2 separate regions of the Sus scrofa genome follow, and region 1 is linked to region 2. Evidence: chromatin contacts called from public Hi-C data. All regions are on one chromosome and are shown on one strand. Each heading gives the region's core, a stretch centred on a gene start, on an enhancer-like site or on the middle of the called end of the contact. The rest is flanking DNA. Distances are from core to core; before and after follow the strand shown.

Region 1 (3,982 bases), core at 1,218-3,717, 160 kb before region 2:
TGCCTGCAACACGTGAAAATTCCCCGTCCAGGTGTCGAACCCCCGCCACAGTTATCACCAGAGCCACTGGTGTGACAGTGCCGGATCCTTAATGTGCTGAGCCGCGAGGGAACTCCCGGAGTTTGTTAAAGGTGTAAATTCTGGGCTCTACCTCCAGAGGGTCCAACTCACGAGGCTTTCGGGTGGATATGGTTTTAACGAGCTCCTCGTGTGCTTTGGATACAGATGCACTTGCTTCAGTGTTTCTTTCTTTTTCCGTCTTCTGCTTGCTGTCTTCCCGCTCTCTGCCATAGTCTGGAAGCTGCTTCTGCTTCGCCTCGTCTGGCAGAGTGAGTGTGGCACACCTTGTTTTTGTGGAGGTCATGCACCAGCCATCAGAAAGCACCCTGACATTCTCTATTGACTGCTGCCATTTTGGAGGCTCTCCTTAAGGGGCCCTTGTTGTTGCAAAATTTTTTTCATACATTTTCCCAGCCAGGTTGGTCTCAATCGGCGTCTTAGCAGGATGTTCTGAAGACGTTTTCTGGCATCAGTGAGGAAGCTGGGAAGCGTGTAGGTCCTGACCAGGCTGGAGACCCGGCTGGTTGTTCTCTCCCCATGAGACCTGGAGTTCGCAGGGCTCAGAGATGTGTTGGAAGAGGACTGGGGTGAGAGGGAAATGTCGGGGAAGGCTGGGCTTTGCGAAGAATGATCCAGTGCTCCTTGGCTTCACACTGGAGCCCAGCACTGCGGCCTCAAGGAGAAAGCACTGGCCTCATTGGGAGTCGCTGGGTCGGAACTTGCTTCTCTGCTGGCGTGGGTCAGCTCCAATTCCAAACACGAGGGGGTAGACGGGCTAGTTTTCAGGGAGCAGAGGGGGGGTGTCTCCACTACAGAATGTTGCTGTTTCCTCGGGGGCTTTTCTTTCTGCTTCTCTATTATCTGTTTCTCTCTGTAGGTAACAGGTGATTTAGAAGTCAAGATGATAAGAAAACAAGGTCTCATTCCCAGCCATCCATTCATCCACCCAACCACCCCTCCCTCTCTTCTAGAAGTCACTATTGTTATTTATCTCACTGTTTTTGGAAAACACAATCCTAGCAAATGCTAACGCAGATTCTCTCCCCCCCCTTGCCGAAAGGCCACGTGCTGTCTGTGCTGTGGTTTACCTCGCTGTTACATCCTGGGGGGTTTTCCTACAGGGCCTGGAGGTCTTTCTCATTAAAAAAAAAAAAATCCAAATTAAAATGTTTAGTTGTCACTTTTGCAGTGAACCCTAGGATCAAACAGCAATCTGTATGGTAGTGAAGTAGCCTTCGTTTGGGGGCACAGCCCCTGCAGGGAGCCTTTTGATCAGACCGCGTCTTAGAGCACGCGTGGCCTCTGGCTCTCCCTGCGCGCGCTGCAGACTCCCTCGTGTAGTGACTGACCAGCTGGTTGCTCACCCACCCCGAATGTCCCGCACTTGGCGCAGAGCTTACAGCCCACATGGTGTGGGCAGGAGAGACCTGACCGTTGCCGCTGAGGGGCCTTGCAGATGTCAGCCGCTGGCGCTGGGACACCACCCATAAAAGACTGTGGTCTTCAAAGGGAAGGGGTCCCTCACCCCGTGTTTTCCTTGCTTTTCCCACTCAGTCTGTGTCCTGGAGATGGTTGCTGGAGAACTTCGTACCCTGTCCCGTCTTAAGACTCTCCATCACCTTCAGAGCAACGTGGAAGAAAGCTCATGATTCAGTCTTAGGGGAGGAGAGCTGGAAATGGTTGTATGCAACCCTCACTGCCGTTGTGCTTTGCGGAAAAAACTGCCGACGTAAAAGCCTGGAGGGGACTATTCTGGAATACTGTAGCAGATTTTCGTTAGGGTGCTAGATTGCTTTTCCTTCAGCCCTTCTGTGCTGTGACCATCTTCTCTTTATAATGGCAAAGACAGAAGGGGTAAGAAGGAAATTTGCTGGTGTCGAGGATGCTTGAAAAGGGGCTTTCTCGAAGTATTCGGACCTAATTAATTTGTGCGCAAGGCAGAGTGCTAACCCCCAGTTCTGCAGAGCAGGAAACGGCATCCTTTCCCTCGCCCTCCCTATTGGTCCAAGCCACTTCCCTCTGAAAAATCGATCACAATTTAAAAAGCTTTTGTTCTTCCCTCAGCTCCTGGGGTAAGAGAACCTCAGTTACACAGCAAAAGGGCCTGGGTAACCTGTGCCCCCAGGACGATACAGAGGTAGTCCTGATCCCGCACCAGTCCCATCTCTGTTGCAAAAGTCAGTGCTTTTTCTTTGGGATCTGTTAGATGAGAGGATAGGACACGCCCTTGCCTGTCATTCTGTCTGTGTTTAAATTTCCTTTTTGCAAGGAAAACAACTGGAATCCTTCCGAGAACTATGTCCCCCCTTTGCTGCTCTGCTCCCGTTCTGCCTGCATTTCACTTTGCAGCCACGGGGCGAGCGCAGTTGAGCTATTTTGGCTCAGGTTCCAGTTTGTGAGGTCAGAGCCCAGGGATTGGAGCGGACTGTCAGGTGACTTGCTGTAACAGCGATGACGTCCCGCCCTCACCCCACCCCTTCTCCCCCCTCCTTCCCCACCCTTTCCTGGCTTCCTCCTCGGGAACAAAGAAGGGAAAAAAACAGCAGTGTGACGAAAACCAGCAGCTGCATCTGCAGACGCGGAGCGGGGGCGGGGGGGGGGGGGGGGGGCTGGGTGTTTTCCGTCTGTGCTGTTTGTGGTGCTCTTACCCCGCTCCGCCCCTCCCAGTACCCAGGATGAAACGGGGGGGGGGGGGGATTTCTGGCATCCTTTGCTGCAGAGAATGGCTTGGAAATCCGCAGTTTACTCCATATTTAGGTAGGCAGGCGGGGGTGAGGCTGAGCAGGGATTAAAACTGCTCCCAGCACCTAAAAAAAAGATGAAGGTATTTTGTTGTCTCATTCCATTTTATCCAAGAGTACCCGTTTCATGTCTGTGACAGAGGCTCATCACCTGTTCTTTCTAAGGAGGAAAATGATGCCTAAAAGGTACCATCTTCATCTTGTGACAAATATGAAGTATAGTGTAAACCTGAACTTTGCCTGTTGAGATCTCATAGCAAGTAAATACCAAGCCAAGACCTGACCCCAGATCTGTTGAGCTCAGAGCCCAGCATTACTGAAGGTCATGGCAGGAAGGCAGGAAGGTTCAGGAAAACCCGATAGGCCCACTGCCGGGGGCTGTCCTGGCACGGGGCCAGTGCCCTTTGCTTTTCGCCAAGGACCAGTGTCCTGATTTATTTCTTCCACAAAGAAATCTCGAGGTATAAAAGGAGATGGAAGGGGACACATGGATGAAAAGAAGCTAAAAGTATGTCAACCCCTTACTTAGATCCTGCTTCATTTTTCGAAGGAGAGGAAAGGCTTTCAGCGCCTCATTTCGATGCCTTTTCTCTGCCCCTTTCACCCTCCTGCTCCCTAAACCTGTCTCAGCCTTTTGCTGACTCGCTCAGGGCAGAGCCCGTCTTTCTAGCCCTCCGTCCACACGCCCTTGCTGAGTCACTCTCCTGGGTGTGCTGGGAAGCGTCCCGGCGGAGCTTCAATGGCCGTATTGTCTGAATGGTAGGATGCCTGTGAAGTGCCCGATTCAGAATATGGGTGCGTGTCTGCCACCCTTCCCACTCCAGTTTGGCCCCTTGTGTGGACTCGCAGCACCTCGTTCTTTGGGATTCCTGACTTGCAGGTTTCCTTCTCCCTTTCGGCCAGTTTGCTCTGTCCTTCCTTACAGCTGCACCCCTGCCGGCCCACGTCTGTGGGGTTCAGCACACAGCTCTTTGTTTTGGCCAAAAGGTCAGTGATGGGGATCTGATTCCCTTTGGGTAACTGGCATGCTGTTTCTCTAGCCGCGCGCGCGCGCGCACACACACACGCACCTGCTGTGGTGTGTACCTCCAAATGCCTTTGAGATGCTGCATTTTTCCTCCATGAACATTACAGCTGTGAGAAATACAAAGTAGAAAGCCTCCACGTGGGCGGCAGCTTCT
Region 2 (4,135 bases), core at 1,042-3,541:
CCCGCTCTCCGCGTCTACGCTGAAAAGCAGCTTCTCCGCGCTAAGTCGCAGCTTGCGAGCAGACACGTCCCGAACACCGAGCCCTAGGTCCTTGGCGAGGGTCCCTACCACCGAGCCCTTGGCCAGCTCCTCGGGAATGGAGTAGCGGATCTGCTCGCAGAGCGCGGGGTATAACAAAGGCAGCAGGAAGGGCAACAGTACCTGGCGCCGGCTGGCCGGGCGTCTCTGCGTGCAGCTCCCTCCCATTGCGCGCTCTAGGTCTCGCTGGAGCCCGGTCTTTCTGGTTGGAGAAAGTGCACACTAGCGCACCGATAGAGCTCACCGCCAAGGACAGGCGGAGCGCTCCGCCAGTTCTGGATCTGGGAAGGCGTCTGTGCTGAGCAGAGCCTGCGCGGCCAGGAGCCTGGGTGTGTGAGCGGGCTTCCTTCTCTCTGTGTGGGTGGCTGCGCAGGAAATCTCAGCCAGAGGCTCAGGAATCCTGGGCTTCAGCGCTTGTCCTGCACTGGCCGACAGCGGCGCCCAGAGGCTCCGTGTGGAACCACAGCTTAGGTTTTCCTCTAGGTCAGGAAATCTTTTCCTTTAAACGCAAGGTGATAGCAGCTAAAATATCTGAATCTTATTCCTCTGTGATTCCGTGTTCATCATGAATATTTTCACATGATCAAAACTATCACATATTTTTATATGTTAAGATTTAGATTTTGAATAGGTAGAAATATTTCAAAATCAAAAAGACAAAAAGAATGTAGAGGGCAAAGTGGGTCACCTATTCCATCGCCTGCTACTATCCAGCTCTGCCATCCAGAGGCAACCACTGTTATTCCTTTTACGAGTAATTATCCACAAAGGAAAGTACTAAAGATAAGCAAAACACTTTTTTTGGTCTTCAACCCAGACTTATATTTGACGAGAAAGTATTCATCCATCCCCCCATACTTAGGAACTAGAATACAACCATTGTCCTATTCATTACAATCATCCAAAGTGTCCTGTATACTTTTACATAACTATATTTTAAAATATTTGCTTACAATAGCTACCATGCCAAAAGAGGAGGTTTTTAATCTATATTTTTCAAAATAATGGAACTACTTGAAAGAGATGCATAATTTTGACTCTCATGGACAGATATTTAAAATGACAGTTGTAAACTACGACCTAGAGATGATAACTATGTTCTCTTTCTATAGATGTTTGCTTGAACAAATGTTGAAGGACATGAAAAAAGAGTCATGGTCTTATAAATATTTTGAAATATATGAGGACACTGTTTGACTTTATGCTACCATATTAGCTTAGAAGATCAGTAATAAGTTAAAAGAGCTCAAACCAAACACATCGCCATTTCACTAACTAAATGGTTCACGAGTACCTCAACTGATGTCTCTAGAATTCTGTGTATATCTCATGGGCAGTCAGATCCCATGCAGACATGACATTTCTTTCTTGGCTTTAACTTTACTTTGACGCTAAATTTCAGAGTTTCAAGTGGATCTTCTTTTCTCTCTATAAGGAGTCTCTGAAATGCCTTTGACACATATCCTTAAACATGTACAAGTCTATCACTTCACAACTGCATACATTTTTTCAGCCTTAGAGGTTGGAGAATTTAACAAAAAGTACAGGGATAGAAGAAACCCAAATTTGCTTAATGTAACCTTCTACAAGCTCTCTAGAATCCCTATTGATCAAGTAAAGTAAAATTAAAATGGTAGCTCTTCCACAAAACGGTCTGAAAATAGAATCACAGGCAAAATGGGTGCTGTAGTGTTAGCACGTATGATTTTGGAAAATTTCAAGCACACGTTATCAATTGCTAATAGAATATTAACGAAAATGGATAGTATTTCCAGTGAGGCTAATGCACTTGTTTCTGACATTTACATATTTTTACCAGACCTGTCTTCAAAGCAAGAGACAGGGTTGTCTAAGGGGCTAGGATTTCAGCATGTAGCCAACAGGAGAGCACACAATTGACAAGACACTTCTGTATAGAAATCTTCTCTTAGGAATTGTCAGTATTCTACTCAACAAAACTACAAAATACAAGACTCTGTGAGTTACTCAAAACAGCCTATGACAATAGACCTTCACCGGATTAGGTGACTATTAACCAGAAAGTAAAACCACATCAGCCTTAATAATCATCAAGTTCTACTATTCAATGTTTTAGCAAGAAGCAAATGTCATTGAAATGGAGAGAAACGTGAAAAAATTAAGTTTCCACCATCATGCTGCAAACCTAAAAGTAAAACCAATCATAATTTTTAAAGGAGCAAAAAGGAGTAAAAACAGAACTCACTGGCACCAAAGGGGTATCTTCTATAGGAAACTTCGAATCATCTGACAAAGACAGAGGATCCTTTTTCCCGCAGCTCTCCTGGCTGATGAGCGTGTCCGCATAGTTGGGCTGCGGGAAGATCACGTGGCTCCCCCGCGAGTCCGCGGTGAGCGACACCTCGTGCGAATAGGTCTGCAGGAAAGCCCGCACCCCGTCCACGCCCACGAAGTGGGACGCGGGCACGCCACCCAGTCCGCCTCCTGACGCCTGCAGCACACGCGACAGCTGCCAGCGCCTCAGCCTGAGCGCCAGCAGCACGATGACAAAGGCCAGGAAGACACAGGAGACCGCCGCCACCGCTACCACCAAGTACAGTGTCAGGCCTGAGTTATCGGGGCTGGCAGGAGATTCGAGGCTATCCAGGTCAGCCAGGACGTCGGGGATGCTGTCTGCCACAGCCACGGTGAGCGTGACAGTGGCCGAGAGAGGGGCTGGCCGTGGTCCTGGACCGCCACCACCAGGCTCTGCTTGAGGGCGTCTCTGTCCAGCAGGGCCCGCGCTGTGCGCACCTCGCCCGTGTGCAGCCCCACCGCGAAGAGCCCGGGCTCGCTGGCCTTGAGCAGGCGGTAGGACAGCCAGGCGTTCTGGCCCGAGTCTCTGTCCACCGCCACCACCTTGGTCACCAGGTAGCCGGGCTCTGCGGAGCGGGGTGCCAGCTCCACGCCTGTGGAACCATCCATGGGGAGGGTGGGGTACAGGATTTCAGGTGCATTGTCATTCTGGTCCAGCACGAATATGCTCAGAGACACATTGCTGCTGAGCGGTGGGTTCCCACTATCAGTGGCTGTCACCTGCAACTGCAAGTCCGAAACTGCTCATAGTCGAAAGATCGCAGTGCATACAGGACGCCTGTGTCAGAGTTGATGGAGATGTAGGAGGACAGAGGTGCCCCCTGGATGGTGTCTTCAACCAGGGAATAAATAACCCGAGCATTTTCTTCACTGTCTGGGTCCAGTGCAGTCACCGAGAAGATGGAGGCGCCTCTGGGGTTGTTCTCTGGGATGTAGGTAAAGTAGGAGATGTGAGAGAAGGTGGGTGGATTGTCATTGATATCGGCCACTTGCAGGGTGAAGTGAGTTTCTGTTGATAGGGGTGGACTTCCTCCGTCTGTGGCTGTTACTGTGATGTTGTAAGAAGATACCTGTTCCCTGTCAAGGGCTTTGTGTGTCACCAATCGGTAATAACTGTCGATGGATTTTTCTAACTTAAATGGTAGATCACCTGATATGGAACAGGTGACCTGTCCATTTTGCCCGGAGTCCAGATCATGCACGTTTAAAAGGGCTATAACACTCCCCAGAGGTGAGTCTTCCACCAAGGGACTAAACAGAGATGTGATGGTCACCTCCGGACTGTTGTCATTTACATCTTCTACTGTAATCAACACTTTCGCTGTTGCAAGATAGGCTCCTCCATCTTCTGCTTGTATTTCGATTTCATAGAAACTTGTTTCTTCATAATCCAGATTTTCTGATAGTTTTATCTCCCCAGTATTTTTGTTTAGCTGGAATTTCAACAATTGTGTGTCAGGTAGTTTTCGGAATGAATACGTCACTTCTCCATTGGCACCTTCATCCCTGTCAGTGGCAGTGACTGTCAACAACTGTGCACCCACAGGCAAGTTCTCCAGAACATTCACCCGGTATTCGGACAAACTGAAGACCGGCGCATTGTCGTTTGCATCGAAGACAGTCACACTGATGAGGACTGTGCCAGATCGGAGAGGGTCACCCCCGTCCAGGGCGGTGAGGACCAGATGGTGCACTGCCTCTTCCTCGCGATCCAAGGCGCGCT

What was found. A called contact is a pair of places that touch in the nucleus more often than the background predicts.
Region 1: a Hi-C map of alveolar macrophages shows a contact between it and region 2, with 5 times the contacts expected there. The contact joins the enhancer-like site here to the promoter of LOC100736974 in region 2. A contact is called at or near these places in 3 of 5 promoter capture datasets (fetal liver, liver and skeletal muscle), 33 of 47 Hi-C or Micro-C datasets (adipocytes, alveolar macrophages, blood and 18 more) and 2 of 2 datasets of contacts at active chromatin or transcription factors (alveolar macrophages and skeletal muscle).

What each region holds. Positions count from the first base shown.
Region 1 is chr2:143,209,661-143,213,642 of Sscrofa11.1, reverse strand. The region is part of intron 17 of DIAPH1 (diaphanous related formin 1); the gene reads left to right. Among named protein-coding and RNA genes, the nearest start is that of DIAPH1, 59 kb to the left of the region's middle. Within about 2 kb of position 2,467, at least 68 of the 83 cell types and tissues checked have an H3K27ac peak or open chromatin away from gene starts, as enhancers often do. A contact at or near this core is called in alveolar macrophages, brain, fetal liver and 9 more, where this site is marked.
Region 2 is chr2:143,051,017-143,055,151 of Sscrofa11.1, reverse strand. LOC100736974 (protocadherin gamma-B7) reads right to left here and starts at 2,291. Exons shown (of 5, transcript XM_021084917.1): 1 at 1-2,291. The coding sequence starts at 246.